Linked DNA regions of Mus musculus: regions 1, 2, 3, 5 and 6 are each linked to region 4. The links are chromatin contacts, called in public HiChIP or PLAC-seq, Micro-C and promoter capture Hi-C maps. All regions are on one chromosome and are shown on one strand. Each heading gives the region's core, a stretch centred on a gene start, on an enhancer-like site or on the middle of the called end of the contact. The rest is flanking DNA. Distances are from core to core; before and after follow the strand shown.

Region 1 (4,718 bases), core at 607-3,106, 540 kb before region 4:
TACCTTCTCTCTCTCCAACTGCAGCTGGGGCTGTGGTACCCTATGGGATTCTTTCAGACTTCACCTTCCTGTCTCAGTAATTGAAAACCCTTCCTCACCCTCCTCACTTCACACATTGCTCATTTGCAGGTAAAGTGAGGCTGGTGGCCCTCTGCGTGCCTTGCACTGGGGGGCAGAGGTACTTTTCAAGGGCAGGTATCTGAGGGGGTGCAGGGGATTCTTGACTTTCTCATGCTGTCATTCAGAGTCAAGCCTCTCTCAGTTACCCTCAGTTTCCCCTCATCTTTCTCCCTCGCATCTGGTGGTTCATCTCTGCTGTCTGGCTTCTGTCTCCTCCCTCCCCCAGATGGTCCTCATCATGATCCTCAAAGGTTTTGGGCATCCAACCCCATGGACATTGGCAGCTTTTTTTTTTTTTTTTTTTTTTTTTTTTTTTTTTGTCCCTCCTGGGCCACTGATCATTGATGAAGCCGTGATTAAGAAAATGAAATAGGTCCTGAAGAGATGGCTCAGTGGTTAAGAGTACTGACTGCTCTTCCAGACATCCTGAGTTCAATTCCTAGCAACTACATGATGGCTCATGACCATCTGTAATTGGATCCGATGCCCTCTTTTGGTGTGTCTGAAGACAGCAACAGTGCACATACATAAAATAAATAAATCTTTAAAAAAAAACCCCTCAGATTCTCAAACCAACCAACCAAAACCAGGGGACTGGGGAGGTGTGGGGGGGGGGGACCAGGAGATGAGAAATTAGGAAAGCCACCCTGGGTCAAAGGTTGGTCTCAGAGACACCTTCCCTGTATAGAAAAGACCTGGTTCCCTTACATGGCCAAGATATCAGGAGATGTGTACTACTCCTGTCTGCCTGTTCCCAGCTCCTATACCTTCTCACCTCTGTACTTCCCTAGTAGAGGGCCTGGAGTTAGTGGAAAACTGTCTGTACTCTAAATACTTAAAATAGTATGTAAGGCTGGCTAGAATAAGGGTGTTTGTCCTACTAGCTATTATGATAACTCTGGAGTATTCTAATGCTAGAACTGGTCTTGGTAAGGTTTGTTGACTTACTACTTTGTTGAGAGTAGACACATATAACATAAACTGTCATTTGAACCATTTTCAAGGGAGCAGTTCTGTAGTATAAGTATACCCAGTGTGGTGGTTTGAATATACTTGGCCCATGGGAAGTGGCACTATTAGGAGGTATGGCCTTGTGGGAGGAAGTGTGCCATTGTGTGTAGGTGGGCTTTGAGGTCTTCTAGTGCTCAAGCTCTGCCCACTCGTAAGATACCCTCCTCCTTGCTGCTTACGGAAGACAGCCTCCTCCTGGCTGCCTTCAGATCAAGATGTAGAGCTCTCAGCTCCTTCCCCAGCACCATGTCTGCCTGCAGGCTGACATGATGATAATGGACTGAACCTCTAAAATTGTAAGCCACCCCCAATTAAATGTCCTTTTAAAAGAGTTGTCTTGGTTATGGTGTCTCTTCACAGCAATAAAACCCTAACTAAGATACTCACTGTTGGTCAACTATTACCCTAGAGCAGTGGTTCTCAACCTTCCTAATGCTGTGACCCTCTAATACAGTCCTCATGTTGTGACCCCCACCATAAAATTATTTTAATTCCTACTTTATAACTCTAATTACTGTTATGAATCATAATATAAATATCTGTGTTTTCTGGTGGTCTTAGGTAACCCCTATGAAAGGGTCATTTAACCCCCAAAGGGGTCATGACCCACAGGTTGAGAACCACTGTGCTGGACTCTAGGCATCTTCCTCATCTGGTAGTAGACACCCAGCCTGTTTGTTTCTTTTGTCTAAGCATGTTTTATTTTGAGGAAGTAGACTATATGTATTTGCATGTGGACATAACATTTCTAGAAGAATACCATATATGGTCTGAACATGAAGTGTCCCCTCTAAGGGTCATGTGTTTAAAGCAATGGTTCCCAGTGCACTGTTCACAGGCAGGTCTTGGGGCAAGTCATTGGATCATGGGGGCTCTGAACTTGTCAGGGAATTGATCCACTGATGGAATTCATAATTTAGTGGCATTGGAAACTAGGCAGTGGGCCAAATCAGAGGATGCAGGTTGGGCCTATCATAGAAGGATCTATCTTGTCCCTACCCTCATTTTTCCCTCTTATTCCTCTCCCTCTTTTCTCTCTCCCTCTCCCTTTCTCTTCCCCTTCTCTTCCCCCCTCTTTCCTCCATCCTCTTTCCCCCTTTTCTACCTTTCCCTCTTATCTTGCCCTCTCCCCTTACCCTCTTGTCTGTTTTTCTCTCCCCCTTTTCTGTTTCTTGGCTTTAATGAAGGAAGCAGCCCTTTCACCCCAATGCCCTTCCACTGGGGAGTTTCTGTCTTGCCACAGGCTTGAGTGCAATGAAGCAAACTAACTTTGGATGAAAAGTCCTGGAACCACCAGCCAGTATAAATCCTTCCTCCTTAAAGCTGTCTATTTCAGGTGTTTGTGCTTGCAATAGAAAACTGGCCAACTCAACGCCTAAACTGCCATGGTCTCTTTCGAGGGATGTCACTGAGCAGGGCTGGAAGTCCATTTTCTTTAACTCCTTCCTATTGTTTAGGGTTTGTTTTGGTTTTTAAGTAGAAGCATATTATTTTGCAGTTACTATAAAATTTAAATAATCCCGTGTTTGGGGCAGTGGCTCAGTTGGTAACTGCATGCCTTGCTAGCACACACACCTGAGGTAGATGCGGGATGTGTGGTAGGTGTGTAATCCCACTGCTGGGGAAACAGAGACAGTGTCACTGGGAATCACCAGCCAGCAGTCTTACCTAACTGATGAAGTTCAGGCCAAAGAGACCTTGTCTCAAAGGTGATGGGTGGCCTTCCTGAGGATGACAGCTGTGATTGTCTGGCCACTTCCACATGTGTGCATGCGCACCTGCACAGTGCATCCCCACACATACACACATATGTTAAAGAGAATCTTCTGCTGCTTATGTCAAGTGATAGGCTTAAACATCCCTAAATTCCTAAGTGGAAATATAATTATCAGACAAAGTACAATGATATTTTTGGTTTTGCTCATGAAAGGAATTACGAGTAACTGTGGGCTCCTCTGTTTAATCTTTCTGTTTTGGATGTCTCAGAAACAGTAAGAAGCCAGGCTAGAGACCTTGTCTAGATTCAAAGCCTCTGACACCATCCAAATGAGGCTTGGAGCTGACTCCAAAAACCCAGAACTTCAAACTCAGCTAGTACATGGAATATGAAATTCCCAACTTCAGTTCCAGAAAACACATGACCATGCCATAGTAACCCCACCTTTCTGCCCTTCCTAAACTCCACTAGGACCAACAAGGATCCTCTGCAAACTGGGAAATAGGGCCTGCCCTCCTAGGTGATGCTGGGTCTCCTGTCTGACTCATGAAACTGTGCTGAGCTCTGCTGCATAAGGCTTAGGAACAACTGACAGTGGTCATGTCTGTGATGCCTGTGGAGGTAAGCCACACTGGCATGTGAAAGTCAACATGCTTTCTTAAAAAACCACGGGAAAAGAAAGTGTTCACGCTGTACATTCATTCCCAGCCCTGTGCACAGCAGCAGCTGTGGCGGCCATGCTGCACCACTGTGCATGGGGTAGCCAGGGGTTGGTAAGGCTGGGTGTGCCTGTGGAGCAGCTATAGGAGCAAAGAAACCTCCAAAACAGAGAGATTAAACAAACTAAACAGAGGAGCCCATAGTTACTCGTAATTCCTTTCAGGAGCAAAACCAATCTGTCATTGCACTTTGTCTGATAATTATATTTCCTCTAAGGAATTTAGGGAAGGCCATGGAGCTACGTGTGCCCAAGCTGGTGGTGGTTGCAATGCCCAGTACCTGGTGCTCCTGCCCTGAGATTTCATCCTGCAGCTGCTTAGAGGTGCTTCCTCCTCTGTCACCTCTGAGTCCCCCATGCTGTGTGGAAGCAGAACAGATATCTAGGCCCCACTTCCATCGGAAGAGAGAAGCTCAGGGCAGATCAGATCCCAGGTAGGATCATACAGCAGCCCAGGCACTGGATGCCATTGGATGAAGGAAGCTTCACCATTCATTCAGGTTCCCTACTTCCTCTCCCATCAACAAGGGAGATCTTGGCATCTGGTTCCCAGATCCATTCTTGCACCCATTGGCTATGTATAGTGTGTCAGGGGCTGGTCTGGTGCTGCCATTCAAATGCTGTATTCACATGCTAATTTCTGTACCTAAGATCTGGCTGCCCCAAGATGAGCAAATTGCCAAGTGCAGCCTTTGTAAACCTTGCTCCCCAATTTAAAACTATTTGTTAAATAAAACTGGCAACAGCCAATTACTGCTGTACTGGCTGGTTCTGTGTGTCAACTTGACACAAGCTGGAGTTATCACAGAGAAAGGAGCTTCAGTTGGGGAAATGCTTCTGTGGGGCGTTTTCTCAATTAGTGATCAAGGGGGGAGGGCCCCTTGTGGGTGGTGCCATCCCTGGGTTTGGGTTCTACAAGAAAGCAGGCTGATGGAGCAAGGGGAAGCAAGCCAGTAAGAAACATCCCTCCATGGCCTCTGCATCAGCTCCTGCTTCCTGACCTGCTTGAGTTCCAGTCCTGACTTCCTTTGGTGATCAACAGCAGTGTGGAAGTGTAAGCTGAATAAACCCTTTCCTCCCCAACTTGCTTCTTGGTCATGATGTTTATGCAGGAGTAGAAACCCTAAGACAACTGGGGAGGATAGAAGGAGG
Region 2 (4,996 bases), core at 249-2,748, 840 kb before region 4:
AAGAGCAACCAGCTCTCCAGCCCCCGCCCCCTTACGGTGTGCACCTAAGCTGTAAAACAAACAAATAATAAACTGTGTTTGGGGCTGCTGAGTTACTTTTAGGTGACCCTAAGACTTTCTGCATTAGCTCATTACTCCAGCGTCTCCTCTGCTGGGGGATCTTGGGTCTATTGCTGTGGCTTCAGTTTTCCTAACCAAAACCCTTCAGGGTTTTAGTAAAGTTTAGCTAAAAGCTGGTCTGTAAGTCAAGAAGAGTTTGGTGGATGTCACCGAAGACATAAGATTAACTGTGAAATGAACCCAGGTCCAGGAGTGCCTTTTGTAGACCAGGCTGGCCTCGAACTCAGAAATCCGACTGCCTCTGCCTCCCGAGTGCTGGGACTAAAGGCGTGCGCCGGGTGGAAGCGTTCTTACTACCTGGCCTTGGATGCCCTGAAAGAGGAAACTGGGTGGTAGCACGGGAATCTTCCTTCTCTCCTCTTTCTCCTCCTCCACGTCTTCCTCTCCCCCTTTCTATTTTTATTTATGTGTTTTTGTATGTCTCTGTGTGTGTCATGTTCACGGAGGCCAGATGAGGGTGTCAGGTCCTCTGGAACTAGAGTGTGAGTCACCATGGAACCAAATCTAAGTCTCCTAGATGGGCAGTCACTGCTCTTAACTGCTGAGCCGTCTCTCCAGTTCCATTTTTTAAAAAATGATTTATTTATTTTTATTATATGTAATTACACTGTAGCTGTCTTCAGACACTCCAGAAGAGGGAGTCAGATCTCATTACTGATGGTGTGAGCCACCATGTGGTTGCTGGGATTTGAACTTCGGACCTTCAGAAGAGCAGTTCTTACCCACTGAGCCATCTCACCAGCCCTCTACAGTTCCATTTTTAAAAATGCACAGATGTGGGCTGGTGAGATGGCTCAGTGGTAAGAGCACCCGACTGCTCTTCCGAAGTCCAGAGTTCAAATCCCAGCAACCACATGGTGGCTCACAACCATCTGTAACAAGATCTGACGCCCTCTTCTGGAGTGTCTGAAGACAGCTACAGTGTACTTACATATAATAAATAAATAAATCTTTTTTAAAAAAAAAAATGCACAGATGTATGTATGTACGTACATATGTATGTATTTAATCATCTTTCCAGCTACGCTGCTGGGGATCTTAATACGAACTATTTATTTTGGTGCAATGGCAATGGGGTGCAGAGCTGTGAATACAAACAGGTGAATGACTATTCCTACCTATATGGACAACTGCATTTAATTAAACAAGAGTCTAAAACAGAATAACGCCTCCTCTTGAAAAAATGGTCAGCCTATCGGTTCTTCTCAAATGATATCTCTCACTCGTTGCTTTTCTCCGCTAACATTTCTGGACCTAGTCCCTTCCTGCAGGAGCTCAGTTAAACCCAACCAGTGGACTTTACAGCTCGCAGGTAAAGCGGCACTGGCGGACTACAGCTCCCGGCATGCACCTGTCCCCGAGGTCACGTGAGCGTCCGGAAGCTCTGGCCACATCCCGCTGGGTGAGGTGGCGGCGGGGGCGGCGGGAGCGGAGTCTAGCGGAGCGGGTTCTTCGGCGGGTCTCAGGTGCGAGCCTGCGTGCGCTCGGGTGCTTGGGGTCCTGGCCGGGTTGGGCGCGCGGTGGGCTTCGGGCGTGGGAAGCGCGGACAGCTGGTGGGTGTGGCGGCTCGGGCGCCGCTGGCAGCTGGCCCCCACCAGACCCCCACCGGGACCCCACCGGAGCTCCTGGTGCTGCCGCTGTGCAGTCCCGAGGCTGTGTGCACCGCAGAGGGAGGAGGACACCAGACACCAGAGAGGGAAGGTGGCCCAGCCCAGCCCACGCAGACCTCCCGGGTAGGGGGTACTTGTTCCCCTCGGCCCACCGATCTTGGCTCATGGGACGTTTGAACGGAAGAAAATGAAACCCAAGGAAAGGGTTCATGGTTTAGCAAGAGGAGGGCCACGTTTCAGGTAGGGTGGGAGGCGTTTGGATAGGATGCACGGAGGTCAGAGGGAGAATTGACTTCGTGGAAAAACTAGGGGTTTGTTTTCGAGTAACTGCCACGACCTCAGGGAATTCGGCTCTGCTTCTTATTCGAATGTCAGACTTTGGTTGTTCTTATTTGTAGAGTGTGGCCTGTTCTTAATTTTGATAAGACAATGGGGATGTGTCCACTTTTAACATTTTCTGCAATATGTTAAGCGATGCCGTGATATTTTACTGAAATGTTTAGAGGATACCTAGTTGCCAGGGCGAGCCTCTTTAGCCATTGCTTGATGTCTTCACTCACATTTCTGTTTACGAAACAATCACTGATGAAGAGAACACCTCGACTACTGTGGTAGTTGAATTATTCTTTTGCCACTTGCCAGATGTTCCTTGTAAGTAAAACAGAGTCTGCCCTAAACACACAGTAAATCCTTTCATTTAATCCTTAAGTGAGGAAAGAAGTGAAGTAAATGGACTTGACCTTTAGTGTCAGAGTTCTCTGTTTTTCAGGAGCAGTTCAGTGCTCATTGTTTAAGGTTTTGGATGAGTGCCTGGTCCTCAAGTGAGGATGACATGCTGTTGTTGCAGTGATAACTGGCACGATTAGGGCTTTGTCTGAAGGGCAGAGGAGAAAGTAGTTGTCTTTGAAAGAAAATAGGGAGAAGTTGGCCTTAGGAACCCTGGTATAAATGGATGTGGTTTTAGGAACCCTGAAACAGCTAGCTAAGTCCTTAACATCTGTGGTAATGCGGCAGTTTTAAGAAAAAGTGTGTGTGTGTGTGTGTGTGTGTGTGTGTGAGAGAGAGAGAGAGAGAGAGAGAGAGAGAGAGCGAGCAAGTGCACGGACAAGTGTCGAATAGTCCAGGTAATCACCATCTCCCTGTGTAACTGAAGATGTCCTTGACCTTCTAATCTTCCTGTCTCTGGAGTGCTAGGGTTGGTAGTCAGGTGCCATGGGTGCTGGTCAAGCACTCTACCACTGAACTAGACCATGCGTTTTTTGTTGTTTTGTTTTGTTTTTGAGACAGGGTTTCTCTATATAGCTCTGGCTGTCCTGAAACTCTGTAGACCAGGCTGGTCTCGAATTCAGAAATCCACCTGCCTCTGCTTCCCAAGTGCTGGGCTTAAAGGCATGCACTACCACTGCCCGGCTAGACCATGCTTTTAAAGCAGGCTCTCAAATGAATGTGTGCTTTGCAGCTCTGTAATCTAGGCTGGCCTCATATTCTCTCACATTTGGAATCTCCCTGCTGGGATTATAGGAGTATACACCTGGGAAGACTCGAGTCTTGGAAAGAGAAAAGATGTATCTGGTATCAGTGAATAGCTTCTAGTTAGATGATGAGAGATCAGAAAGATACTGTGTATGTGTGAGCGTTGGTTGGCACACAAGTGATAGCCAGCGTATGCAGAACTGTGAAAGGGCCAGACTCACCCAGCGGTCAAGTGCTTGCCTACAGACCAGCACTCTGAGTACAGGTTATCCTTTTACTTCGTACATGTAAAAATCAGACCCTTGGGAGCCAGATGATTGCCAGCTCTGTACATTTGAGGATGTTAGGGAGCCACATTTGTTTATAAGTTGGACTTTTCCCATCCCAAACTACATACCAGAGAGATTAAGCTGTAATTCAAGAGGTAATTCTAATTATCAGGTTTTACAAAGCCTGAGGTGTTTTCTCTTTTCCATTTACACATCTGAAAAATATGCAGAGAGCTGACTATGACTATATTTGCAAAGTACCTATCAGTTTCCTGGTGCCTTATAGGCATTCAACTAAATAAATCATTGACAAAGGTTTTTTTTTCCCTCTGTCCAAGAGCTCTGGGGACACTGTGGACTTAGAACAGAGAAAGCCACTGGTTTTTAAAATGGGGTTTATAGATGAACAATAAACATGCAAATCGTTAAAGAAACAGAAATGGGGAATAGAATTTATTTATTTGTACTGGGACTTGAACCCAGGGCTTTTACATTTGTATGCAGGCAAGTGCTCTCTCTATTTGGGTGCTCAAACAGTCGTCGTCATCTTCTTCTTCTTATGTAAGTACACTGTAGTTGTCTTCAGACACACCAGAAGAGGGCATCAGATCTCATTTCGAGTGGTTGTGAGCCACCATGTGGTTGCTGGGATTTGAACTCAGGACCTTCTGAAGAGCAGTCGGTGCTCTTACCCGCTGAGCCATCTCGCCAGCCCTCAAACAGTCTTCTTACTTCCAGGTGGGTCAGTGTGACACAGTATCCTGTTAATGGAACATTCTGTCTGTCTGTCTATCTAAGAAAGGGTCTCACTGTGAAGCCTTGACAGGCCTATAACTTGCTTTGTAGAGCAGGCTGACCTTGTCAAATACACTCAGTTCTGCTCACTCTTGTGGGATTAAAATGTTCATCACCACATACCTGGCCCCAAGGGGAACTATATTTGATGAGTTGTCTGGGCAGCTACTTAGGGAGGTGACATCTGAGAAATGAGCCAAGAAAGGGAGGAGCAAGCTATTGCAAAGAACCAAGAGGAGATGCACACAGGCCTAGAGGAGAAGGCTTGGCAGGCTCAGGGATTAGAGATGGGTGCAGGTAGAGGGACGGAGTGGAGGGAAGGGGACAAAGAGTAGATTATGGCCTGACAGAGGACTGGGAACTCAGCTGCCCAGGATGGGACTGGTGACGTAATGTTCACATAATGGCAACTGCACATGCCTAGAAGCAGCAGGTGGCAGGTGCCGAGAAAGTGCCTCTGAAGAAGCAGAGGTGGGTGAATCAGCACACTGCCGCAGAGAAGAAGAAAAAGTACCACATTGTGTGTTCTGTGCTCGGAGGCATGAAGGGGCTCTGCCTGTGGTGGATGGGGAGATGCAGAAGAATCCCCAAGACAGGAAAGGAACTGCTCAGACAAGGTACCTGGAGACAGAGGGAGGCTTCGTCCTCACTGTCTGCTGTTCTATACCTTCTGATCTTCTGCTGTGTAGTTTGGATGGGAGGCGTCATCCTGCAAAGCTCATTTTGCTG
Region 3 (4,838 bases), core at 1,316-3,815, 890 kb before region 4:
TGCAGTTATTAGAGCTGTAACCATAAGAAGGTATAGATTGGGAGTTGTGGAGAGATGGCTCAAGTATAAGCATGCAGCTGTCCTACCCGTTAGCATCAATGTGGGTTCCTCATGGCCTTTTCCCAGCAAAGCAGCAGGGCATGGACGAGGGAGATCTGTGTTCAGGCAGGGAAAAAAACGTCAGCTGTGGCACCAGGAGCACAAGCTGAACCACCTCTGCTGGGACTGAATTGAGTGGATGTGGCGATGCTACACAAAAGAGTCCCCAGAGTCTAAAAGCTGGCTGGTTCCAGTACTGGAGGTGAGTTTTCTGTCCATCACTTCTCTGTTTATGTTGAACATTTGGGGCAAGTACACTGATTCACGTATTCAGCAACACATCTTAGGCCAAAAGTACAGGAATGCTCTGTTCAAATGTATTATTACTAGGAACTTAAGTATTGCCTGTGAGATATCAGGTTTTTTTCTATGTCTAATAAACTTTTGAATTGATTTAAAAAAAAATGAAGGGGGTGCCTGTATTCCAAGTTGATTGTGGATTGCTTATGCCCTGGTCATTGATACAGCAGGGATAGGAAGCGAAAGCCTTTTCCTGTGTTTGGAAGGTCAACTCCTGTCCTTGTGAAACCTTGGTGCTTTCGAAGAACACATCTTCTCCAGCCCAGCCTCTTGGCCTCCTGCCTGCTGACCCCAGGCTCACAGAATACTCTCTGCCAGTGCTGTTCTATAGCCTCAAAGGCTCCTGGAAGGGAGGTGGGAGCAGGGCTCTGCATTCAGGGGTTTTATTCTGGCCTAGTTTTGCAAGTCTCCACGAGCCCCAGTTGCATCCTCCGGTGGAACAGTTTTTCCTGCCTTCCTTGGCTGCTGCAGTAGAGAGGCCTCTAGAAGCCTGTGCGGCAGGCAGAAAGCTGCTTTATGTCTCCTCTTTGCCTCCCAGGTGTCTGTGGACACTAGAGTACCAGGGAGTGGACAGTAAGACCACAACACAACTTGAAACTGGATACACTGCCCACTCAGAACATATCTTTTCCTTTGCTTGGTAATTGGCTCAGATGTGGGAGACTCCAGCATATGAAGTCTTGACACCAACACTTTAGAGGGCTAAGACCTGTCCCTGTGAATGACTATAGTGACAAGAACTTTTCCATTGAATTTGTTGCTAACATTTGTGCTACCTCCCCAACAGCTGTGCAACAAATCTTAAAGATTAAAAGTAAAATAAAATAAAGGGGGACAGTGGTGAAGTCTTTAAACCCCAGGATTCAATATTTGGGAGGCAGATCTCTGTTCATTGAAGTCCAGCCAGGTTTACTTTATTGAGGAGGGAGAGAGAACTTTGGATCTAAAATGTTCCTCAGAAGTTCATGTGATGTGTCTTGGACTCCAGTGATTTATGCTTAGACACAGTTTTGGAGAAATGATTGGCACTGCCCTCATCAGTGGATTCATATAACCTGATGGTGGAAACTCTAGGGGAATGGGCATAGTTAGCTGGGAGCCAGTACTTGGGAGCATGTCCTTGAAGGCTGTCTGCTTACTGACAGATTCTTGCAGTGTAGCCCAGGCTGGCCTCAAGCCTGTGACCCTTTTTGATAGGTTATTTCTCTGATGTTGGTGAAATGAGCCAATTCACACTAGATTCGAGTCTATTAAAGGCAGGTTTATTGGGAAGCTCTCTCAGGCAGGCTAGTTCACTGGCCTCAGGAGTCGCCACGGGGGTAAGGATGGGATAAGGAAGGGAGAGAGAAAAAAAGAAAGGGCATGCAGGCAGAGAGGAGACAGAGAAAATGTCTAGAAATATAGGGAGGAGCCTCTGGGGTGAAGGGCAGCCTAGCTCCTGGGCTGGAAAGTTCAAGGTTGGGGGCAGGGAATGCCAGATAGGGACTAAAAGGACGCTAGGGAAGTCCGGAGGTCAAGTCTGCTTTGATATGTAAAATATGCACCTCAGTTCCTGGTCAGGTATAAAACCAAACACTTTTTTCCTTTAGCTTCCCAAGAGCTGGTATTACAAACAGGCTACCACACATAATTCATTTACAACATTACTGTTATTACTTTGACAGGATCTATTTAGCTTGGGCTGGTCTCGAACTTGCAGCCATTGTGATACTCAAGTCTTCACATTGGTGGGATTCCAAGATGTCTGCCGCCAGGCCCACCTGGGCACTTCCATCAGCAGGGATTCTGACAGTTCCTGTGAGAGAAAGAAACAGATCCCAACACAATAGGTTGGGATCTCACTCTAGATAAAGAGCAGACACAGCCCCAGGCCTTCCCCCACCTTGTACGTGCGCCACCAGCCATAGGCAGAAGTTGGTCCTTGCATGTGGTCCTTTGATGGCTAGGATGGCTAGGACCAGGACCATCCTAGCACACCTGGCTAAGCGTGTGATCACGCCCCTTTAGGGCGGAGCCTAAGCCATCACCAATCAGCGTCGCCGGAGGAGGGCCGCGGGTGCCCTGCGGAGCCCGCAGTTCCTGAGACCTGAGCGCTCGGAGACGCGGTGACACGGCGCGGGACTGGCGCAGAGCTCTCGGGCTCCTCAGCCTCCCTCCCCTCCCCTCCCTTCGCTGTCTTCTCCTTCTCAGCCGGACCGGAACTATGTGATCCCGGAAGTTCCGGGGCCATTGCTGTGTGGGATAAACAGTAATGGCGGAGGCTGCGGCTCCCGGAACAACAGCCACAACATCAGGAGCAGGAGCGGCAGCGGCGGCGGTGGCAGCGGCCTCCCTCACCTCTATCCCCACAGTCGCTGCCCCGTCCCCGGGGGCGGGAGGAGGGGGCGGCGGCAGCGACGGCAGCGGCGGCGGCTGGACGAAACAGGTCACCTGCAGGTAGGACGTTGCGTGGCGCGGCGGAGGGCGGGGGCTGCGGGGCCGAGCAAGAGGCGGAGGCGGGCGTCGCGGGGTCCCCGCTGCGGCTGTCCGTACAGCATCGCTGCGTCAGCCTCCGCAGAGGTTGGCCGCGGCATCGCTGCGGGTTTCAGACTGCGGGCTCGGACTGCAGGGCGGTCCCGTCACCTCGCCTCGCTCAGCGGCGCCCCGGTGCGTGCGGAGAGGACCGGTGTCCCCGCCCTGGCCTCCATCGCTACAGGTTCGGGGATGCGGCGCGAGCTCGCCGATGCGAATCGGGCTCTAACGACCCTCGGTGCGCCCTGAGACCCTCCAAGGGTCCCGGCGAGCTCGGCCGGCCCCGGGGCTCCGAGCCGGGCTATCCGTTTGTAACGTCTTTTCTGCTCTCTGCGCCGCTCACCCCCGCCCCGCCGGGAGCAGCCGCTTTTGTATGCCTTTGTATGTAAGTCGGTGGTCGGCGGTTCCGAGCTTTGTCTCCGAACCGAGCGTTCGGAGCCGGCGTTAGGCTCTTCCACCCTTGGTTTTATGAACTGCCATTATTATTACTGTCCCTTTGAGAGGCGTTCTTCTTTGCGAGAAAGGAGATCCGACCAGAGAGGTTTGGTTCTTGTTTGGTAAGCGAGACGAAATTATTGGGAAAATGTATGATCAGGTGACAGTTATACAGTACGTATGTTAAAAAATAATTCCCCAGCTATAAACGTTGGAGGAAGGATTGTTTGTATTAACGATGGGAGGGGGCTTATTGAGACAGTCCTACTGTGTGGCCCCGGTTGACCTATATAGTCTGACTGCCCTAGAATTTTCGGCAATCCTCTTGTTTTTGCCTCTCTAGTGCGGGAGTGCAGGGGTGAGATGATACCACGCCCGAGTATATAGATTTTAACTACCAGGAAGGACTATATACGCTTTTCTATCGGCTAAGAAAATTAAAAGGAAATGCCACTTTAAACCCGGCAAGGACAGTTTATTAACCGCAAATGCTAAAGGCAATTCCTAATGAACAACTCGGTGTTGATATTAACTCCCAAACTGAAGAATCTTCCAGTCTTTCCTGTAACACATTTAATAACGTCAGATTAAAGCTTTCCCCTCAGTCTGTTCTTTTTTTTTTTTTTTTGAGGCAAGGTCCAGCTTTGCAGCCTGGTTGTCCTAACACTGTTGCATTGACCAGGCTGGCCTTGAACTTCCCTCCTCCAGCCTTTGCCCTCCTAGTACTAAGGATAGTGTTTCCACCCGGGCTGATATTGAAAATTTAAATCCTTGATTTTTTTTTTTCTTTCATCTACTATCTTTCTCTAGTCTAGTTCTAAATACCCATTACCAAATAACATTTCATAACTGATTTCATTATCATCCTGTCAGATGCTTGCAACTTTATACATTTCTGCTTCAACATTTCTTCTTTCCTTTTCCCTCCCTTACTCCCTCTTCCTTCCTAAGACAGTGTTTCTTTATGTAGCCTTAGCTGTCCTGGGACTAGCCCTGTAGATCAGCTTGGCCTGGAACTCACAGGTCTCTGAGTGCTGGGATTAAAGGGGTGAACCGCTACTGTCCGGTTAACATTTTCCCTTAATTTTTTTATGATTTGTGGGTATGGTTGGGGCAGTTGGTTCCCCAGCATCTGTGGAGAAGTGTACTAAAATTGAAAGGATAATTTTAGTGTCTTTCATTTTTATGTGGGTTCTAGGAATCAAACCCAGCCTTCTTTGTATCAACAAAGATGTCTTGCCGCCACCCCTTTTTCTTTATTCTTCTGAGGAGAATGTGTGAGATGCAGAGGCTAATATAACTGGGAATGGCTTGGGACTTGTTGATCCTTCACTCCTGTCTCTCTCTAGTGCTGAGATTATAGACATCTCTAGATGTCCCCCACAGGGAGGGAGGGAGGGAGGGAGGGCTTGCTGGATGAGGGAAACTTTGCCGATCCCCTGCCTTCCGCTTGCTTTTCCCTGTTTCCTCTTTTTAGTTCCTCAGCAGACTGA
Region 4 (4,475 bases), core at 973-3,472:
GTACTGTTGTGCTGCCTCTCACAATCAGTCTTGGTGTCTTGAGGGGTCGTTTTTGTTGTTTTGTCTGGTTGGTTTTGTTAGTTTCTTGAGACAGGGTAGCTCTGGTTGGCCTTGAATTCAGGTGTCTGCCCACCTATGCTTCAGGGATCAACAGTGTGGATCGCCATGCCTGGCCCAGCCCTAGAATTCTGAGCATGAATTTATGGTATTTTCCTGAGGAATTTCTTTTGTTGTTACTATTTTGTTTTGTTTTGTTTTGTTTTCTAGATAGGGTTTCACTATGGAGCTCTGGCTGTCCTGGAATTCAACTCTAGACTAGGCTGGGCTCAAAGTCTGAGATATGACTACCATTACCTCCCAAATTCTTTTTGTGAGGAACTTCAAAACCTTTACTACAAAGTACCTTCAAGGACAATAATGTTACCTCTATAAGGTACAATAGCAGTCATATATACCTACCTACTTATCTTCCCCTCTTTGAAACTGTTGGGTTTGCCTTAATTATGCTTTCTTTAAATTTTTAGTTATGTTTTCTTTCCCTGTACCCTTACTTTTCCTAACCTCTATTCACTTGCCAATTCCAGATGCCTAATTATAGCCTACTAGACTTTCTGAAGCACCTCTTCTTCATACCACTGTCCCCTGGTTATCTATACCCTTAGCACTTATTTATGCTAAACATGATCTTATTTTATGGCTCTTCAGGGAGACTGTAGCTTCTTACATGTATATCTTTTGGGTTTGTTTTTTGTTTGTTTGTTTTTTCTCAGAGTCAAGGATACTCTATATAGTCTTGACTGTCCTGGAACTCCCTATGTAGACCAGACTGGCCTCAAACTCAGAAATCCACCTGCCTCTGCCTCCCAATTGTTAGGATTAAAGGACATGTTCCACCAACACCTGCCACATCTTATTCTTGATATTTGGCCCTAGTTCTTAATACACAGTACCTAACATAACTTTTTAAAAGATAAGTGAATTTTAGTTCTAAAGTTTTGCAATGCTCAAATTCTGTAGTTAAGATAATTGCTCAAGAACTTAAGTTTCCATTCCCCTAAATTGTAGCCATGCTTGATCAAGCAGAACTGGGCAGGTGACTGTCCCCGAGCCTTAGTGTTTGTATTTGATCTTGTCCAAAAGGCAGAGAATTGAGCATTACCACATTTGGAAAATTAACCATCTTCCATTCCTTTCTAAGAGGAATATGAACTGTGGATTTCACAATGGCACTTCCCAAGGATAGCATTCTGTATGTTTATGTTTGTTACACCAGTAAAACATGTCATGTATCCTGTCATGCAGAAGGCTAAAGATGTGACATCTCCATAGAATATAAGATATTGCTTTCCTCAGTGGTGAAAGGCTAGTACTAAATAAAACAGTACCACTCTTCAACTCTTGAATATTCCCCACTAAATTGCCTTAAAAATTGCATTTGCCTGGCCCATGCCTTTAATCCCCACACTCAGGAGAAAAGGGCAATCAGATGTGAGTTCAAGGTCAATCTGGTCTAAACAGCAAATTCCAGGTCAGCCAGAGTAATGCTGAAATTCTGTATCTTCATTCCCCACCAACACGCAAGCAAGCAAAAGCACGCGCGCGAGCAGGCGCGCGCACACACACCTACACACACACACACACACACACCCGTCAAATCACAAAAACACTGCTTCCTATTAAAACTTTAATGTAGAAAGGATGAGGAGAGGGGATGCTTGTACCCTTACGCCTTTAAGTCTTACGACCCCTAGGACCCACTTCACACAACGCCCGCTCCTTACTCCATTCCACACCCCATGCACCAGACAAACCAATGAAATCGTCAGAGACAGCTCCACCCCGGTGGGTGGCAGATACGAAGTCCCTAGGAAGGTGCGCCCCACGCGGCTTCTGGGCCAGTAGGGGATTTCAGACCGCAGGTTAGCCGAAGGGCTGGAGTCTGTGGTGAGACCCGCAGGTGGAGGACAGGGTGACTCAGACACGTTTGTCCTGAGACCCTCTATCACCTGCGCAGACCGCCCCCTCATCCGCCCTCCCGCGACCTGGAGCCCACCCAGCCGCGGATGCCGTACCCGATGTGCTCGGAAAGCCTTAACGAGGTACCGGTAGGCCGCTGTGTCGCGATATGGCCGCCCGGTGGCCGCGTTCAGGTAGCGCAGCTCCCTCAGAAGGCCCCGCAGAGTGCGCGCCGGGGACCCCAGGGCCGCCATTTTTCTGTCCTTGGAGAGCCTGGTCCCTCACTGCCTCGGGCGAGGTGTTCCCCCGCCCACTCCGCCCCACAGCGCCCTCTACCGACCACCCTTGGAGGGAAACGCGAGTGACAGGCACCTCAGGGGACCAGGAGAGCAAGGGAAGGTGCCGAATCCTCTCGGCCCTTCTGACTGCGTCCCTTTGGACTGCCGTAAGCTGATGGCCGCCGAGTCTCTGAGGAAAGGTGTCTGGCAGGAGAGTATGTGGATGTCTGGACATAGGTCACGCCAAAAAGATCTTACTGTTTCTACCAGGGATGTCAAAATTAAACGTACCGACCTCCAACTTTATGGTCCCCGCAGCCTAGGAGAAGAAAATGAACTCATACCCTGGTATGGCAAACTGCAGCCCCTTTACTAGTAAAGCCTCACATCCAGTTCTCTAGTTTTGTTTTGTTTTTCTGTTTGTTTATTGTTGTTTTTCGAGACATGGATTCTCGGTATAGCCCTGGCTGTCCTGGAACTCACTCTGTAGACCAGGCTGGCCTCGAAATCCGCCTGCCTCTGCCTCCCGAGTGCTGGGATTAAAGGCGTGCGCCATCACGCCTGGCTTTTTTTTTTTTCGTTTTGTTTTTTTTGTTTGATTGTTTTTCCCCGCAGTTCTCTAGTTTTAAAACAAGATGGCCGGGCGTTGTGGCACACGCCTTCACTGCCTGCAGAAGCAGGCGGATCTCACAGCTCATAGACCATTATGGTCTGCAGTTTGTTCTAACCCAGCCAGAACTAGGTAGAGAGACCTTGTCTCTAAATACATAAAATAAACAGTAAGTTTGACTCGCAATAATCATCTAATTAGATGATGTTAAAATAGATAAAAAAAAAAAACGAACCACCCCAGATGGGACTCGAACCCACAATCCCTGGCTTAGGAGGCCAATGCCTTATCCATTAGGCCACTGGGGCTTCTTCTACTGATGTCCTCAAACACCATAATCAAGTTATTTCCTGTTTCGTACGTCATCACTTAAATTTATTGTTTTTACCCTATCACAGAGAACCAAACTCAGCCTCAGTGTGAAACGGATGCCTGCTGGGAAATGTAGTTTAGATGCCAAGAGTCAACCGCTTCACCCTGCAAACAGTGGATGCCACGAAGCCGAACGGGCTCCCGCTTTTGCTTACGTGTTCGTGTTTCTGTGCGTAGTAGCTCTGCGCCTGCGCAAAAGTGGGCCCGGGAGACGTCAGAGCCAAACGGGCTGCGGAAACCAGTTCCTCGAGCCTCCCTCTGGTCCTATTCTTTGTCAGATTGTAACAGGAAAAGCCAAGCCCCTTCCGATTGGGCTACTTTCAGGGTTTGTCTTCGCTCTTAGCTGGTCGTTAGGTGGCGTTTAGGTAGTGGTCAGTTTCTGTTTCCGGTTACAGCGCTGAGGCCATTTCCGCAGCCAAGGATGTATTAGAATGGGGTTCAGTTTTCGAATTTTCAAGTGGGCTATAAGTATAAGACGGTGCGAAATTAGTGCCTACTATAGTAGAAATTAGGGATAATTAGAATTTAGGTTTGTTCCTAATTGTATACCGTAGACAAAACCACTTTGGGAGGAGGGGGTGAGGAGTGAGACCGGGTTTCTCCGTGTAGTCCTGGAGGTCCGGGAACTCGCTCTGTAGACCAGGCTGCCTCCCGAGTGCGGGGATTAAAGGCTTGCGCCATCACCGCCCTGTCATAAAACCTCTTTTTGAGGTGTCAGTGGCTCTTTATTTTCTAAGAAGCAGTTCAGTCTATTTAAGGTTGCCCTTGTAGACCCTACCTCATTAGCTTTTTATATGTTAACCTTCGTCTAGCTCCGGCCGCTTCTTGTTCCCCTCTGCTCAGATATCTGAGCTAGCCTCTTTCCTCAGTCCCAACAGCCTGCATATCGCCTTAGTATTCCTATTTACTCTCTGGGTCTTTTGACTTGCTCGGTGTATGTTAGAAGCTGTTCTAGGCCCTTTAGGCTCTCTATGACAAGGTTACAGTTAGCTTTGTCATTCGTAGTGGCATGCTTAGGAGGAAGAAGGATCTCTGTAAATTGGAAGCCTCCGTGAGACCCTGTCGCAAATTACATTAAAAAAAAAAAAAAAGTTACTCCCTTGTGTTAGAACCTAGACCAAACTCATCCGCAACTATGTCTCTCTTCCCTAGCAGCTGCTCCTGGGTACCAGCCCCAAGCTAACGAACTCTAAGTTATCGGGAGCTACCCCTGCATGATGAAGTCACACTAACTAAACGGGGTTTCTCCTTCCAACCTC
Region 5 (4,458 bases), core at 482-2,981, 580 kb before region 4:
GTTGTATGTGTTGTATGTTTATACAGTCTACCACTGAGTTTCTGGCCCAGCCTGCTGTCTTTTTTTTTGTGGTGTGTGTGTGGTAGGATGTCATTTCTCAGGAGCTTTCCGCCTTTTTTTTTTTAAGTTTATTTATGTATATGTATGTGTGTGCCACAGCACACATGTGAAGGTCAGAGGACAATTTTGGGGGTGTGGGGTGTTTCTCTCTCCATCCCCTTTTACCTGGGTTTTGGGGATCCACCTCAGGCTGGCAGGCTTTGGACAGCAGGTACTTTTCTCTGCTAAGCCATCTCTCCAGTTCCCGCCTTATTTTGAGACAGAATCTCTCACTGGGTTCCAGGGTTTGCCAATTGGTCTACTCTAATCCCATTTTATTACATTTTTGTAGTAATACTCCCCCCCCCCCCCAGCACACACCTTCCTAAGGATTGAGCCCAGGGGCTATACCCTCAGTTGCTCTTTTCTGTAGTATTTTATACTTAGAATAAAATTTTATTCATTTTAAATTAATTTTCTAAGCACTCACCTCCCAATTTTCAGCCTTCACCTTTCCTTTTTCCACTTTCCTAGTACCTCCCACACTCCACTGTGACCAAAGTGTTGGGTTTGCTTCATGCTCACTCAAAAACATCCTACTGTGTACACTTTCAAATCCAGACTGGACTAGAACTCAGAGATTGCCTGCCTCTGCCTCCCAAGTGCCGGGATTAAAGGCGCCTTCACACCTGTCGTGCCTGGTGTCTGAAGCGTCCAGAAGAGGGTGTCAGATCCCTCCTGGAACCAGGGTTACAGGCAGTTGTGAGCTGCTATGTGGGTGCTGGGAACCCGGCCGAGGTCCTCTTCCAGAGCAGTGCGGCCGCTTAACCTCCGATCAGCCCCATGGAATACTACTTGATTACAATCTTTTCTCACAACATACTAATGTCCTTCTAGGTCAAACCCAGAGAATTAACATGCTTGTTAAACTCTTGTTGTCTGAATCACCGTCTTACTGTTTCCAGTACTCCGTCCTCTCCTGTGAACATGACTTACTAACGCTTTTATTCCCGGGAGACTCCTGGAGGAAGGAATGGGGGTGCCAAAAGTCGTATTTTAATAGGTATACCCCCACACACCCCCGTTTACTTACCCCGAGAACGTTTAACTCCCAGGGTAACACACAGGAGAGTTCTTTCCGGTGAGGAATCGAACTAGGTGCATCACCTTTACTCAGAAGGGGCGAGGGAGGGAGGATCGGCCCCCTTTAAAGGACGTACCTACGCTTTCCTTCTGGAAATGCGGGATCCGCTACAAAAGCGGAGTGTCTGGCAATTCGGAGCGACTGTTTCCGTTTGTTCCGGGGTGCGGTGGGACCGGGTCCGTCGTCCCCGCTTCCGAGGCCCGCCTGCTAAAGCCCGCTTTGGCTCGGGCGACTTCTGAGCCCCCCTGAGCGCGCCGGCCGACGCACCAACCGGCCGCAACCGGCCGGCGCCGTCTGGAAACTTCGCTCGGCTTTTCCGAGATCGAGGTTGCTGACTGAACCCCCCGCGGCGTCCCTCGGGCCTAGCTGAACGCGCCACTCGCCTCACAGGACGCTGCTGCCTCGAAGGGAGCGGCCACGACTCCCTCAGACGCGGGAGTCCGGCCCCGTGAGGACCCGCGCCCCGCATCTCCGGCCGCGCGACGCCTCGAGGCACGCCGGGTCGCCCAGTGCGCGCGCAAGCGAGCGCGGGCCGCCGTCGAGCCGCGCGGTCCCCAGCTGGCGGCCCTAAGACAAGGGCGCCGGCTCCTCAGCTGCGGCCCGAGGGCGTGGCAAGGCCCCACGGCTCCTGTTTTCCCGGCCGGAGCCCGCTTTCGGTTTCGTTTCCTTCCAGCGAAACAGTGGGGCCCGGCCCGTGAAAGGCGCCGCCGTCCGTGCTAAGCCTCAGTCCGACGGCCATGGCCCAGGCCGCGGTGGCAGTGGCAGAGGTGACCCAGCTGCTGTGCGCGGCGGGGGGCGCCTTGGAGTTGGCGGAGCTGCGGCGCCGCTTGCGAACCAGCCTGGGGACCGACGCGCTGGAGCGGCTGCTGCGGGACTGCGGGCGCTTCGTGGTGGCCTCGCGGGCGGTCGTGGCCGTGGGCGCGGGCCGGGAGGCCGCGGCGGCAGCCTCGGAGCGCTTGGTGCTGGCCGTGTCGTCGCTGCGTCTGTGCCGCGCGCATCAGGGCCCCAAGCCGGGCTGCACCGGGCTCTGCGCGCAGCTGCATCTCTGCAAGTTTCTCATCTACGGCAACTGCAAGTTCCTGAAGACCGGGTAAGGACGCCAACGGTGGGCTTGGGCGGATGCTCCTGGCCCTCCACTCTCGGACCTCCACCCTCGTCCCGTGATTGGGGCAGACCGCTAGGTGACAGTTCCTCAGCCTCGCCTGTCCTTCACTCTCAAGAACGTTTATTGATCACCTACTTAGTGACTGGCAGTGTATGGTGGACTAGCACAGATAGAATGTGGTGCCAAGAGGGACACCTGAGCATGGCAGTATGGCCCCCAGGAGGGAAGCTGGTCCTCAGGGCTGCTTTGAGGAGCAGGCAGCAAGGCTTGCTGTCCCAGCTGTAAGGAGGCTTTGGAAGTGCCACTCAACTTCTGTTTGTCTGTTTACAAGCCGAAATTCAGAATTTCAAGATCCATAGAGAGTTCCGCTCTCCTCTAGCCACAGACCTTCCTGGGTGCCTTTCTACACCCCCACCCCCCACCCCCCACTTTGTTTCATTTAGGTGGCAGAGCCCTGTCTGGAATGCCCTTCCTGGTTTGCTTTTTTAGCGCCTCGGGCAGGAGCTGAAAGATTTTTCGCTTTTTTGAGCTTTCTCTAACTCTTCCACAACACACTTTATGTCCTTATTAGTCTGGGCTGCTCTCTGCTTGCACCTGCAAGGTGATTAGTGAAATCTGTTTATACTGAAGAATTTGGGCCTCACCTTAAAGGTGATAAGGCCTGTTGAATGTCAGCTGTGAGGTTTGTGTTTTAGGAAGATGTCTTGGGTAATGATTCGGGGATGCTGGGTTAGGAGAGGATGTTGGAGACTTCATGCTTCGAATCTAGTCCAGTTATCTAGAAGGATTAGTTTCTTCCCTCCCTGCTTCCTTTTGCTGTAACAGTAGACATCACTTTTTATGATGTCAGGTTAATAGTCACGTTGGGTTAGTAACCTTGACCTGTGTAGTCAATCAGGGATCCAGACTGGGTACAGCTGCACCCTCAACACTTTTGAGACAGTTCTAAGTATCAAGTTCTGGGGGCTGAAGGTCTCCCTGGTAGGAAGTCTGGTGGGAAGTTTGTGTGGGTCAGGTCTAAAAGTGATAAATATCCCATTTACCTGAACCTGTCTCCTACCCCTACCTAAGGGGTATGGTCTAAGAAATGTGGTCTTTAGGACTTATTTATTCGGAAATAATACAGATTAGAACTTGTCCAAACGAGGTGTATGCGAGAGATTTGGGGAAATTAAAGGGGAGTGTGCCAGCGTGAAGAGAGGCTGTGGGAGAGATGGTGACTCTTGTTTCTGTTCCCACTGTGGACTGAAAGCCAGAGAGGGTTTGAGATCTTTACTTAAAAGGAAGGCTAAACCCTTACCTACTGATTTGGAAGCTGCTGGGTGGTAAATACTGTGGCCCCAGTCACAGATGTCTTCAGTCCCTGACTTCCAGACCTGTGCTCAGGAGGCAGTGTGCTTGCCTATCAAGAGCGTGGTCTGTGAGCTAGTTAGTTGTTTCAGTCCACCTCTGCTCTTTGCTGCCTAGTAACCCTGGGAAAGTAGCGTTCTGGCTGACTCTGGCCCCTCAGTGATGATAAGATTACTTACTTCACAGGTTTGTTGAGGCAATCTCTGTTGCATAGTAAATGCTCGCTAAGGTTATGTTGCTATTATTGCAGTTATTTGTATACTTGGCTTTGGCAGCACGAACTTAGCTTCCCTTCTTCTCATCTCATTTTGTCATCTTTTTCCTAACCCCTGAAGATGTGGCTTATTTATTGTTTTATACCTTCCAATGGCCTCTCCTCAGTTCTTGCCTGGATCCCGACTCTGCAGTGCCTTTTTCCTTTGGTGCCACTGTATTCTTATCACAGCTGACCTCAGACTTTCACTCCATGTGTGAGTTCTTTTCTGTTGCATTCACGAGTTGGGAGAGAGGAGTCAAGGTTCATGGTTTCTGATCTGTAGGGGCGGAGGGACAGAGATGAGAGAGCTAGTAGGAGAAGAAGGTTTGGGGATGGATCCAGGAATTTGGCATTCTTTCAGGATGTTTACTACAGATGTTAAGGTATGGTAATGTCTGCATGCTGCTTGCCTGCCTTTCCAGGTGTCCCAGACTGTCATTAAAGGGTTGTCCCTGAGTTCTTAGGGTGGAGTACCAGTGCCTGGTTGATATGTGCTCACCAGATGCTTATGGGTTGAAAGTACAGAGAAAGGGAGCTGCAAAACAGGTGGACCAGGAATGTCTG
Region 6 (4,953 bases), core at 1,888-4,387, 660 kb after region 4:
CAAAGGTGTTTAGTTGTCTATATTCCAGCTGGATCTTATCCTTGGATATGATTGATCTCTTGCCAGAGTACCCATGTTGCTGGATTGAAATTCTTCTACAAAAGCTAGTGTCTCAAATTCTGACAAAGGTATTAATTGGAAATGGCATTGAATGTATAGACCAGAGCCCAGGTCAGGCAAAAAGGATGAATAAAACTCTTTAGGAGACTCTGATCAAATTGGTACTGAAAACTGGCAAGAATTAGGCCAACTTCCTCTCCTGCTCAGGACCCAATGCACTCCTTACCAGGAGGGGACTGTTCCTTTTTGAAATTATATTTGGGGGACCACTTCCCATCTTCCAAACTCCAAGCTATTCACCAAGCAAAAATATCCAATCATTCCCTTCCCTTCGCAAGTCCTCACAGGCTTAGCAGGAACTTGCCACAGCATTGGCCAGATTGGAAAAGGAGTCCTGCCCTCTCCCACCTCTGATGCAGCTAACGGTTGAACCCTGCATTTTCATCTGCATGTCCAATATATCAAACAGAGAATAAACTTAGTTAAGCTTCTGATCTTTAGAACCAACCATGCCCCAGAACAGTACAAGTCAACTATTTGACTCTTGCCCATAGAACCAATTAGTTAATATGAAAAGGCAAGACAGTACTGAGGTTCCCCTATCTTATATTTTGCTGAGACTATTTTAGGTTTGACCAAAGTTTGGCTTCCTTGATGGAGAATATTGTGGAAAATTACCAAAATCTAAGAACCCAAAGTCAAGATACTCTAGCTTGGCTTCTGTTAAACTGGCCACTTGTACAAATCTTCCCCTCCAGTTAACTGCTTATCTTAGCTTCTGTTAAACTGCTTGCTTGCACAAAACCTCCTGCTCGCAACTACAAGGCAAGATAACAGGATATGGTTTTTGCCTCTGAAAGCCCCTTGCAGGGCAGTGGTAGTGCACAATTTTGATCCTAGTACTAGGGAGGCAGAGGCAGGCAGATTTCTGCAACTTCTGATTGAGCCTGGTCTACAAAGCAAGCTTCAGGACAGCCAGAGCTGTTACACAGAGAAACCCTTATCTCAAAACAACAAAAACAACAAAAAACCAAACAAACAAAAAAAAAGCCCCTTGCTCTAAAGATATAAAGCTCTTAATCATAGTGCTGCCACCTTTCAATACACACTTCCTTATGTTGTGGTGGCCCCCAACCATAAAATTATCTTCTTCGGTACATCATAATGGTAATTTTGCTACCGTTATGAATCAAAATGTAAATATCTAGTATGCAAGATATCTGATATGCGACCCCTGTGAAAGGTTCATTCCACCCTCTCAAGGGGTCTGGACCCACAGGTTGAAAACCACTGGATTACATTTGCATTCTAGATACCCGATTGTAATCCAGCTGGCTGGAATACTTTCATTTAGCTATAGACTGAGTGGTGTACCTCTGGTGGGCTTCCTGCAACAATAGAGACCCATGGAAAATAGTTTCCTGTATTTAAAGACTGTTGTAAGAAAAAACTAAATGCATCTAATTCAACAATCCAAGCCAGCAATTGCATCCTGACCTAATAAATATAATTACTTAACAAATTAACTTAAAACAGTTATTCCCTTTAAAAGAGATGTTAAAAGTGTCTGGCTAGCAGGTGCAATGGCTCATGCCTGTTATCTTTACTCTGAAGAAGCTGAGGCAGGAAGATTGCTAGCTGTGGACAATTCTGGGCTGCTACATAAGCCAAACAAAACATACACACACACACACACACACACACAAAACCCAAGAAGCAAGAGAAAAAAGATTTCCCTTCCTCAGTTACTTCGCATTTTAAAGACGTCAATTTGCCCAAATATTTGCAATATTAAAAGTTAAAAACTTCAAGTGTTCTCCCAGAAATAATTACTGCACTTCAAATCACTTTCAACGATTTAAACCTGGTAACATAAGCAAAGGAAACTACCTGTCAAAAACTAATTACCCAATAACACCACAAAAGAGAAAGTAACTTCCAACTACGGCATACAAAACACTTTGGAAGTCTATTTACTTTCTATCGTTTATCGAATCGCTCGAAATAAAATCTCCGAAAGCAGCAGACAACAAAACAACTTATCCCGGTTCCTTTGTCCCCTACGGAGGGGACAGAGAGGGAACTCATTAAGGTAAAAAGCCCGGAACGCACAAGATTCGAAACAGACGGCAGCCAATCTGCAATCAATCATCAAAGAAAATCCCCATCACTTCATCTCCATCCCTTCCTCCCCCCTCCGGCTCGCATAACCCGGGTGTACACGAGCTGATCCAGATCATATGCACCCGGACAAAGCTTTGCGGAGGAGCAGAGAGCAGCTAACTCGCCACAACCGTCAGAGCTCTGCAAAAGTGAGGGACCGCCGAGTCGCTCAGCCGGCGCGGGCCCATTTCACCCCCTCCCCAGCCGCGTGACAGCGGGTCGCGCCCGCCACCTCGCGGGCCCCTCTCACCTTGGGTGGCGAATGGCGAAGGACCACCGGCCGGGGAGCCCGGGGCGGGGGCGGGGGCGGGAGCGGGTGGAGGGGTCTCTGCCGAGCCCAGCGCGGGCGCCGTCAGCATGAGATAGCGCTGCGGCGCGGGCAAACAGCGCTGGCAGAACGAGTGCAGGCAGGGCAGCAGCTTGGGCACCCGGCTCTGGATGTTCTGGTGGCACACGGCGCAAGTGTCCAACAGGTTGAGCCGGGACGCCTCGCCGCCGCTCTCCGAGTCCGGGCCCTGCCGGCTCTCGGCCTCATTCTCCCCGCTCGGCGCCGCCGCTGCGGGGCCTCCGGCCGGAGCCGCTGCCGCCGCCGCCTTCTCCACAGCCACCTCCATTGTCCTGCGGCCGCCGCCGGGGAAGCGGGAGCGCGCTCACCGCCCGCCGCCCCCGACGACCTCCGCAGCCGCCGCCGCCTCCCGCTTCTCCGAGGCCGAACGGACTCGCGGAGGGAGCACAGGGAGGAAGCCACCTCCCGAGTGGCGCGGCCGGAAGACGCGGAGCTGTCAACGGGGACCGGTTCCCGCACCGCGACGCCGCCGCGCGGGCCGATAGGCAAACCGCCACCGAGACGCTCGATTCCGCCCAGCGCGCCCGCCCGTGCCTAGCAGCCTTTCTCTCGGGCCCCTTGGACCACCGCGGGCCCCGCCCCCACCTCCCTCTCCCAGCAACCGCGGCGACTGCGAGCCGAGCGCCATCCAATGACCGCCGCGCCTGCCCAGGGGGCGGGGTCTGCAGAAGCCCGCGAGGCTCGGACGGCCCCCGCGGGAGGTTGGGAGTGGGCGGGGCTAGCCCCGCCGGACGCGAGGACCGCGGCCGCTGATTGGCTCGCTGTGTGTGTGTCTCTCTTCTGTAGATTGTAAAGGAATCATTTGTTAAGGAGCCAGAGCAGGCATCGGGTTCCGCCCGCCGCTATGGCCCCGCCCAAGGGGCGGGGGCTCTGCCCAGTCTACCCAGCCTGATTAATTAAGAAACTGCTTGGAAAACTGCTTTTACTACTGGAGACTTAAATGGGTAAAGGAGTAAGATCGTGGGAGGGCCACGGGAGGATGAAGAAGTAAGTTACGTGCAAACGAGAAGAGACCCAAAACCGGGTTGTATGAGCCCACATTGTGTGAAAGGGGGAGTGTGCAGGCAGCTTTACTCTTTTTGTGGCCTGAATTTATCTCTGTGATGAATTAATGAGAATGATGTAAAGGGGGAGAAATTACAAATTTGTCGGAACTTTAAAAGACCTCAATGGAAAAGGGTGAAATTAATTTTGCTTCTTAAATGAATAAAAGCAGTTAATTTTTTTGAGGACTAAATAAATGATCTGCAAGTGTCCATAGTACCTGAATATTAAACTCTTAAAAAAAAAAAAAAGGCAGACGTGGTAGCACACACCTATACTAATACTCCAGAGGCAAAGGCAGGAAAATCACTACAAATTCAAAGTTATTCTAGGTTTTAGTCAGTGTAAAAGCCTGTCTCAAAAGGGGGGGGGGGGACCTCAATTCTGGTTTTAGAGTTTCAGTATTATATTTCATGTCTTCCTTCTCCCGTGCTTGTTACCGGAAATTCTGGGGAGTCCCATGGGAAGTGCCACCTGTTACTAGGGAAATCAGAGTCCCCTCTTGAGGTTCTTAGTCTCATTAATAAAAGAATTTAAGAAGAGCCTCAAAAGAAGCTGGAGGAAATTTTATTAGAGTTTAAAAGAAAAGAAAGAAAAAAACCAATGCAGGCAAGCTGTAAATCTCAGCAGCTGCCCAGAGGAAGATGGAGAAGTGGAAGAGATGCCATGCCATTTGTGTTAAACAGCCACATGGTTACAGCAGCCACATGGAGGGGAGCTTTAGAGAAAGAGTAAGGAAGCCGAAACTATCAGAGACTGTGTATTAGGCTAACACCCAAAAGAAAAGAGAAGACAAAGAGAAGGTTGGGAGTTTCTGAGACAGAATAGACAGAAATCCTGGAGAATCTCGTGGGGAATCTGGAACTACTGCACTATGGGCCAGGAATTTGGGGGAAGAACACTGTTTATTAAAGAGATTATTCCTCTGTGTCTTTAGCGTGGCTGAAGGTGAACCTGCCTTTCTAAGGGATGGTCCCTTATCCAGGTGATGGGCAGACTCAGCTGGATTAAGGTTTACAGAAGGAGACAATGGCGTGACTCTACCTCAAAGGTAGATTTCATTGGGTTATGATTAGTAGGCAACATTTTTCCTTTAATGGACCTTTAATAAGAATAATAAAAATTACATTTTCAGCCAAAAGCTGCGTAAAAAGCCAAGCTCAGTGGCACATACCTTTAATTCCAGCCTTTGAGAGGCAGAGGCAGGCAGATCTCTGAATTCCAGGCCAGCCTGCTCTACAGAGCCAGGACAGCCAGAGCTACACAGAGAAACACTCTCTAAACAACAAAAAGCTGGGTAAAACCTCATAGAGGTTGAAGAATACTGTGAGAGGAGACAA

What was found. Hi-C and Micro-C count contacts between places; a contact is called where the count stands out from the background. HiChIP or PLAC-seq counts read pairs in DNA pulled down with a chosen protein or histone mark. Capture Hi-C pulls out chosen DNA fragments and counts their contacts.
Region 1: a contact with region 4 is called in an H3K4me3 HiChIP or PLAC-seq map of bone marrow-derived macrophages, with 6 times the contacts expected there. The contact joins the enhancer-like site here to the promoter of Fmc1 in region 4. A contact is called at or near these places in 3 of 39 promoter capture datasets (the 3T3-L1 cell line, 3T3-L1-derived adipocytes and liver), 1 of 484 Hi-C or Micro-C datasets (the G1E-ER4 cell line) and 1 of 115 datasets of contacts at active chromatin or transcription factors (bone marrow-derived macrophages).
Region 2: an H3K27ac HiChIP or PLAC-seq map of embryonic stem cells shows a contact between it and region 4, with 3 times the contacts expected there. The contact joins the promoter of Slc37a3 here to the promoter of Fmc1 in region 4. A contact is called at or near these places in 3 of 115 datasets of contacts at active chromatin or transcription factors (embryonic stem cells, memory CD8 T cells and pancreatic cancer cells) and 2 of 9 other capture datasets (adipose tissue and liver).
Region 3: a contact with region 4 is called in a promoter capture Hi-C map of adipose tissue, with 2.1 times the contacts expected there. The contact joins the promoter of Mkrn1 here to the promoter of Fmc1 in region 4. A contact is called at or near these places in 4 of 39 promoter capture datasets (erythroid cells, hippocampal neurons, liver and 1 more), 1 of 115 datasets of contacts at active chromatin or transcription factors (embryonic stem cells) and 2 of 9 other capture datasets (adipose tissue and liver).
Region 5: an H3K27ac HiChIP or PLAC-seq map of bone marrow-derived dendritic cells shows a contact between it and region 4, with 7 times the contacts expected there. The contact joins the promoter of Parp12 here to the promoter of Fmc1 in region 4. A contact is called at or near these places in 6 of 39 promoter capture datasets (3T3-L1-derived adipocytes, the HPC-7 cell line, hippocampal neurons and 3 more), 4 of 115 datasets of contacts at active chromatin or transcription factors (bone marrow-derived dendritic cells, bone marrow-derived macrophages, fetal liver and 1 more) and 3 of 9 other capture datasets (adipose tissue, macrophages and pancreatic islet).
Region 6: a contact with region 4 is called in a Micro-C map of embryonic stem cells, with 14 times the contacts expected there. The contact joins the promoter of Trim24 here to the promoter of Fmc1 in region 4. A contact is called at or near these places in 5 of 39 promoter capture datasets (the 3T3-L1 cell line, 3T3-L1-derived adipocytes, liver and 1 more), 2 of 484 Hi-C or Micro-C datasets (embryonic stem cells and muscle stem cells) and 2 of 115 datasets of contacts at active chromatin or transcription factors (extraembryonic endoderm stem cells and pancreatic cancer cells).

What each region holds. Positions count from the first base shown.
Region 1 is chr6:39,073,854-39,078,571 of GRCm38.p6, reverse strand. The region is part of intron 10 of Tbxas1 (thromboxane A synthase 1, platelet); the gene reads right to left. Among named protein-coding and RNA genes, the nearest start is that of 1700025N23Rik, 8.6 kb to the right of the region's middle. Within about 2 kb of position 1,856, at least 4 of the 459 cell types and tissues checked have an H3K27ac peak or open chromatin away from gene starts, as enhancers often do. A contact at or near this core is called in bone marrow-derived macrophages, where this site is marked.
Region 2 is chr6:39,374,209-39,379,204 of GRCm38.p6, reverse strand. Slc37a3 (solute carrier family 37 (glycerol-3-phosphate transporter), member 3) reads left to right here and starts at 1,498. Exons shown (of 15, transcript NM_028123.3): 1 at 1,498-1,586.
Region 3 is chr6:39,418,096-39,422,933 of GRCm38.p6, reverse strand. Mkrn1 (makorin, ring finger protein, 1) reads left to right here and starts at 2,565. Exons shown (of 8, transcript NM_018810.2): 1 at 2,565-2,835. The coding sequence starts at 2,651. Gm10244 (predicted gene 10244) reads right to left here and starts at 2,556. Exons shown (of 2, transcript NR_152168.1): 1 at 2,282-2,556; 2 at 1,640-2,194. It overlaps Gm25402 (a small nucleolar RNA gene), which reads left to right and starts at 515; the gene lies at 515-645.
Region 4 is chr6:38,532,608-38,537,082 of GRCm38.p6, reverse strand. It overlaps Fmc1 (formation of mitochondrial complex V assembly factor 1), which reads right to left and starts at 2,222. Exons shown (of 2, transcript NM_025363.3): 1 at 2,073-2,222. The coding sequence starts at 2,210. It overlaps n-TRcct1 (a tRNA gene), which reads right to left and starts at 3,152; the gene lies at 3,080-3,152.
Region 5 is chr6:39,115,622-39,120,079 of GRCm38.p6, reverse strand. It overlaps Parp12 (poly (ADP-ribose) polymerase family, member 12), which reads left to right and starts at 1,731. Exons shown (of 12, transcript NM_172893.3): 1 at 1,731-2,273. The coding sequence starts at 1,921. It overlaps 4930599N23Rik (RIKEN cDNA 4930599N23 gene), which reads right to left and starts at 1,607. Exons shown (of 4, transcript NR_045813.1): 1 at 1,260-1,607.
Region 6 is chr6:37,868,995-37,873,947 of GRCm38.p6, reverse strand. It overlaps Trim24 (tripartite motif-containing 24), which reads right to left and starts at 3,137. Exons shown (of 19, transcript NM_145076.4): 1 at 2,474-3,137. The coding sequence starts at 2,837.